Regions from separate parts of the Triticum aestivum genome. Here region 1 is linked to region 2. Evidence: chromatin contacts called from public Hi-C data. All regions are on one chromosome and are shown on one strand. The core of a region is the stretch at or near the end of the contact, and the rest is flanking DNA. Distances in the headings are between cores, read along the strand shown.

What was found. A called contact is a pair of places that touch in the nucleus more often than the background predicts.
Region 1: a contact with region 2 is called in a Hi-C map of leaf, with 3 times the contacts expected there. The contact joins the promoter of LOC123054062 here to the promoter of LOC123054059 in region 2. A contact is called at or near these places in 2 of 5 Hi-C or Micro-C datasets (both in leaf).

What each region holds. Positions count from the first base shown.
Region 1 is chr2D:495,250,812-495,254,320 of IWGSC CS RefSeq v2.1, forward strand. LOC123054062 (probable metal-nicotianamine transporter YSL9) reads right to left here and starts at 1,666. Exons shown (of 8, transcript XM_044477728.1): 1 at 1,113-1,666; 2 at 408-843; 3 at 143-315. The coding sequence starts at 780.
Region 2 is chr2D:494,877,175-494,880,424 of IWGSC CS RefSeq v2.1, forward strand. LOC123054059 reads left to right here and starts at 1,788. Exons shown (of 4, transcript XM_044477723.1): 1 at 1,788-2,268; 2 at 2,857-3,012. The coding sequence starts at 1,885.

The sequences.
Region 1 (3,509 bases), core at 416-2,915, 370 kb after region 2:
ATGCAAGCAACATTGGTAGAGGAGCAAGTTTGGAGGATAGGTAAAGTGCGGTTCTAGGAGTAAAGTGTGACAGAATCACTAAGCTTGTGAAGGTAATAGTGCAAGCAAGACTGTGGGGAGCACAAGCGTACTGATTACTGACCTTCCTGAGAGGGACGAGCGCGATGATCCCCACGAAGCTGACGGCGAGGAGGAAGCCGGTCATCCACGCAATGCCGGGCTCCTTGTAGCTCCCCGGCACGTTGCCCTCCGTCTCCTCCCCGGCCATCTCGTAGGTGTTCTTGTCGAGCGCGAGCAGGTAGGACCCGAACCCACCTGTGGGAAGGGGGGAAAAAATCCAAGGACGCGTCTCAATCCAAGGTCTCCACTTGCCAAATTGGCGGATGTGATGTGTGGCCAGCCCTGACCTCCGACGGCGATGCTGTAGCAGGCGACGGCGCAGGTCTGCACGACGGTGTTCTCCTGGCGCGTGAAGGGGCGGGCGGCGACGCCGAGGCGGGCCAGCGCCTTGGTCCAGGCGCGGAGGACGACGAAGGCGATGAGCGCGGCGGAGACGTTGAGCGTGGGGACGAGGCCCGTGGTGAGGTTGAGCTTCATCACGATGACGCTGTACATGGCGCCGACGGCCAGGCTCGCCACCATCCCGCGCGCCGTCAGCTGCTCCCGCCACGGCGGCACGCGGCCGCGCGCGTGCCCGGCCCCCAGCTCGGAGTCGTCGCCGTCGAGCTCGCGGATCTCCTCGAAATGGACTCTGCGGCTGTCCCGCGAGTGCGGCGCCATCGCGAGCTCGACGCCCGGCGACGGCGGCGGCGGCGGCCTCGGGTGCTTCCTCCGCCTGTCCTGCTGCATAGACATAGTGGGGGCAGATTATCGCAGCGTCAGATTCGAGTCCGGGGGGAGACGGAGGAGTCATCGGACCGCCGGACAGAGGACGGTGTTCGTTAATCATTAGTGAGCTCTACACACGTACTACTACTAGCTCCGAGTGAGCTCGAGAGAGAGCTGTGAGTGAGATTCCAAGGCAGAATCCATGGAGCAAGGAGGACATTCTTGATTCTTCAGTTAGAATGGAGAATTGCACATACAGAGAGCATGAAAAAAAAAAATCTCACCTGCCGGGCCCTCTAGCTTCGACCGAACAGCTTGGGAGCGGCGCCCCCGTCAGAAAAATGATGGAAAGGCGACGGAAGAGGACACACCACACCAATGTATGCTCCGCACCGCAGCAATCGGTGGCTGCTCCCCGTGAGACTCAGAGCTTGTGTTTGTGTGCAAACAACTGTGCAAGAGCTGCGTAGCACATGCATACAAGCAAACTGACGGGAGTTCCTCATCGACACGCATCGTCGCTAAAATATCTGCTGATCAACGCTCGGGAACGATCCCCGTCCAATCAGAACTCTAGACCAAGGGGCTGAAATTGGAGAGACTTTTATTTAAAAATAACAGAGTCAACGAAGATCCGGGCGAGATCGATCTACGGTTTGCTTGAAAAATCATTAACTGACGCGATTGCGTAGCTGAAAGAAGGCTCGGCTTCGGTGACCCCGCATAAATCAGCTGGTTAACTTAACTTTCGGCGTGTGGTCGCCACGGCTGACGGCTCCCCGGCACGCACCGCTCGGAGTAGGACGCCACAAGCCCACGTCGACTCGAAAAGCAAGAAATGAAGCGGGGAGCGGAACGGAGGGAGCAAGGGCGGACAGTAAACCTCCCGCAACCGTTCGAACCGGACCGGAACGCGAAAGTCATCCAACACCACCTTCGTAGAGGAGTCTGAACACGATTTCTCCCGCAAACTAAAGACAAAACTAAAAAAGATTTGTAGGAGTCCGGACTGCTCACAAGCCCGCTTCTGACCGCCGGCCCACCAAAAAACTCCTCCCCTCCCGCGCGTGCTCCCGCCCAGCGCCAGCTGCCCGCATTCTGCCGTTGTAGAGCGCGCTGCTCCGCATTGAAGACGGTTCAGGGCGGGCGCGACCTCTCACTGCCTCCGCCATTGAAGCGGTGCGCCAGCCGAGGGCACCGTCTGCTGCACGCCCGGCTGAACACGCCTTCTCACCGCATTCATACGCCCCCATTAACCTCGCGTGAAAGCCGAGAAACCTATGAGCGGGCCAGCATTAAACGCAAAGTCGGCCGAGCTCCTACCGTTCGTCCTCTATTTAAACAAGGGCAGACGCCGGGCAATCACACCCCTCCGCCGCTCCCCCAATCTCCTCCTCCATCACTCTTCTGATGGCTTTCGAAGAGTAGTTCTCCGGCATACAAGCCGACTGGGTGGCCCGCCGAGCCCATCGGATACGAGCGAAGCAGCTCGCTGCTCCACCTCCCGCGCCTCACCCGACGGAGCAATTTGCCGCCCCAAGCTGCCGCGTGATTCAACAACTCGCCGCTCCATGCCCACTCAATGAGGAGTGGTCAGTTGATCGACGCCGACACAGCGGGGAGCATGGCAGCACGGGCATCAGCGCTGCCATCGATGACCACGCCTCATGCGTCTGCGGTCGTGCCTCCCGTGCCTGTGACCGCGCCTCTCGTGCATGCGACCGCGCCTCCCGTGCTTGCGACCGCGCCATGCAGCCAGTGGCAGAAGCCAGGTGCACGGAGAGCGACGAGTCGGTGGCCGGCGCCTCCGCGTCCGCCGCCATCACCGAGGAGAAGTAGAACACGGGAGTCCGCCGCCGCTTGGGTCCCACGAAGGCCACCGCCTAGGCGACATCGGCGTACACATCCAGTGTCTTACCTGGTTATTCTCTTTCGAGGACCTTCGTCGATCTGCCTTCCGCTCCCACTGAAGCATCAGCCGAGAGTTCCACTTCGATGAGCAGCGGGGAAGCGAGCCATCCTTTACGCTAAAACATATACCTCCAGGGCTCCCGGCAGTCCGGTGATCGGGCTGCCGGACATGAGGAAGAAAAGGGATCCGCGAGCGATGATCTAGATTTAATTGTACCTTCAGAGTCGGACTAGCACCGTTGATGTAAGTGTACCGAAATTTGTCATGTTTATGAAAATCCGGGTTTTTTATATGAAATTCGTCATGTTTGCATGAAATCCAGCCGTGTTTGCACGATTTTCATCCGGTTGGTTTGAGTTGTTGTAAAAATATATGCAATTAGCGTTGGATGGCTGCCTCTTGCATCCCCACGAACTGGTCCCATGTACGCGGACGAGGTTGCCGCTGGATGCCCTAATACGCAGCAAATCACACGCATTCTCGTCGGAAAGGACTAATCAGTGATCACTGATCTTTTTTCTTCTTGCGAACTAGTGATCACTGATCTGATCAAGATACACAACAAATATGAGGATGAGATTGGCGAGAAGACGCAACTCTCCGTGTGTGGCTTGCTTCCAAAGCAGTCCGGGAAGCACCTATTTCATTAAATCAAAGGTGTTTTATTGTTTCTTTGTTTTTGGAGAGGACTAAAAAACTTGTATAAAAACAAACAGGTTGATATTATTCCATAAATTTTGCAGGGAAAGGTCCAAAATAAACCTTGAAC
Region 2 (3,250 bases), core at 538-3,037:
GATCCAGCGAAGACCAGCACCGACTGAATCCCACGAGATCCGGCGGAGACACACCTCCACACGCCCTCCGACGAAGCTAAACACACCATCGGAACGGAGATAAAATGTGGGAGACATTATTCCTACTAAGGGACACGCGCTGCGACACAACCCCAACCAAGACGCCAAACCTAACAATAACGAGAACGGGTCCCTCCCGCCGGCGGGGGCCGAGGTCCTCCGCACCTACATGACCCAAAGGCCATCGAATATGTGGTGGACCGATGGCGGCACCGACGGGAGGAGGAGGAAGATCTTTTCTTGTGGAGGAGGAAAGAGAAAGCGTATGCACATATACAATAGCATTTTTAGAGATACTAATATGACGTTTTAAGAACAGAAAACAAATTGTGTTTTAATGGTTTAGGCCCTCCCAAACATTGGTGCAACGATAATTTGCCACACCTCCTTGTCATACAGTCTTCCTTGGCTCCATCCCTGCATGTAAACCTTATCAAATTTTGTATTCCCTCCGTCCGCAAATACTAGTCGGAGAAATAATTTATTCGACAAGTATTTCCGGACGAAAAAAGTATTGACTACGTTCAGATTTATTGGGATCCTTCATATTTTTGGCCAAACTATCAACATAGCTAACAAAATATGGGATATGTTACAGAAAGTATGACATTGGATTTGTATTCAAAAGAGTCATTCGAGGATATAACTTTTGTGACATACTGCCTCCGTCCAGAATTGCTTGTCGCAGGAGTTTCTGCGACAAGTAATTCTGGATGGAAAGAGTACAATTCATATTTATAGCTAAAATTTATACAATTAAAATAGAAGGGGCCAATAAATCTGGACGAAAGGAATACAACCCATCTCCAGGTCTTTCCAAGGCTCGCGTGATTCCGTCCATTTTATAATAAAAAAGCATATCGTATACTGTAAAGTACGGTCTGTGAGAGTACAGGAGTATACTACTCTACTGTAGCGTTGACCGCTGGTACGGCGTATAGTGTACTGGTACAATAGATCAGAGATTCAGAATATGCAGCAGAGCAGATCACCGTAGCAATACGCTTACGGCTGCTGCATGTTGCTGCGGTGTGTGTCTCTTCTGTCGCCGTCTGCCTAGGGACAAGCGTGAATTAAAAACTCGAAAGAATCAGAAAGATTAGACCTGTGACTTCAAGGGCCCATCGGTCGGAGTTGGACGGAGTTAAATAATGAGCTCACGAAAAGCTGTGACAGTTCCTTAATTCCTCTGCTTAGCCCCTCCCACGTCATCAACCGCTGGCAATTAGTACAATACCATATATGCTGAGAGCGATTATCCTAGATATATGTATACGTGACCACAGGCTTCTGCTTCTGGATTTCGCAAAAATAAAAAAGGCTTCTGCTTCTGGGCCCACGCGTCAGAGAGCTGATATGCCTGTATCATCGCATTGTGGCAGCGTACGGTGCCAACTGCTTCACTGTCAGTCACTCAGTCCAGTGAGCACACTCATGTGACTAGTGAGCACGCCAAGTCTGATAGCGTGGTCTCAGTTCTGTAGCCACACTGCACCGCACTACACCCTTCGCTGACATAGCGGCCGAGCAATATTCGGGCCCACACGTCATCTTCTAGTCCTATACCATCACCCCATGGCCCGTCTCTAATGTACCGCATGTACCGATGACTGGTAGGTGGGACTGAGGTGTGCGTGTCCCCACCTGTCATCGTAAAGATGCGCGCCGCGCTGGTTCCTCTTTTCCTTAAACCGCACGCCAGAACCAGGGCCAAGCCCACCACCGGGGAAAGAGCAGGGGACGGAAAGGTCAAAAGGCAGGGAGCAAAACAGTGACCACAGTAGGAGCACGCAGCCAACGGAGGGAGCCGAGCGGCTGACAGATATGCTTCCGGGAGGGGAAGACGGCAAGCGGCGCGGCGCCACCGCCGACGCCGAGGCCGGCGCGAACGCGGCCGCCCTGAACGACCTCTGCGCCACCGCCGGGGACGCGGGGCGCCCCGTGCCCGCGCCGTTCCCGAGGCCGGCGGCCTTGGCGGTCGCGGCGCTGCTCGCGGTGGGGATCGGGCTCGGCGTCCTCGTCCTCGCCGTCGTGCGCAGCCCCGTGCTGCTCGTGCTCGCGCTGGTGCTCTCGGCGGCCGTGTCCGCGTTCCTCCTGTGGAATGCCGCGGCCGCGGCTTCCGGCCGCGTGCTGCGGCGGTTCGTCGACGGGCTCCCGGCCTCCAGCCTCCGCGCCGCCGCCGACGGCCAGCTCGTCAAGATTACCGGCGTACGTTTTGCGATTGCTTATGCATTTTACCTGTTCTCGATCGCAATTGCAATGAAATTGATCTAACAAGTCCAACAAGTGTTCTGTTCTCAAGTCTCGTGCCTGCCGAAATTGAGCCGCCATTTGGTGGGGCAGTAAATTCAGTCGCATTTTGTATGGAGTATACTAAGTGTATCGATTTCTAAGATAAGATATGTGAAGTATAATGCGCGCGACGTGTAGCCTTTCCGCATCTTGTGGCAATCCCACTCATGTGCCGTGTAGTATAGGTGCATCAATCTTTTGGATGGGTGTATGCTCGTTGACCTTATCTTGAAAGTTAGTTCTCTCAGATTAGATTGCTGTGAATAGAAGCTTCGCTGGCTGGATATTATAATCTTGCAAGGGGAAAAGAGCTGCCTACTTTATTTGCCAAGCTTACATAAGTAACTTCTATGTAAAGACTAAAGGCTAATGATCGTTCCTTTTGGTTTCTCGGCTTGCCGATTCATTGCTGTGGTACAAGCATTGTTTTCCTTGTGCATTTACCATGTGAGTAGAATGGTGTGCTAATCTCATATATGTTGTAATGTTCCTTCTTTTGTGCAGCTGGTTTCATGTGGTGATATTTCGTTGATTTCTTCATATGAGAAGGTGGAGAACTGTGTATACACATCTACGCTGCTAAGAAAATGTGGTAGATGGGGTTCTGAGGTGGCAAATCCTAAAAATAATTGCTCCAGGTGGAAATTGACACATGCTGAGGTAAGAATGCTCTGCGGTTATCTACATCTAATTTGCAGAGATTATTTATCCTTGTATGTACCACACACATACTTCATTCATCTTGCACCTATCTCATCGCAATTTTGCTTCTTTTCTGTAATGATTATGTATTCTGCTTATCGTGCCTTAAGCTAGTCTACGCACCACAACTGTGTTACAAACATACTATCAGTCTATGCACCAAGGGTATTCCCTATTATTTTAGCTCCTTTTCCAG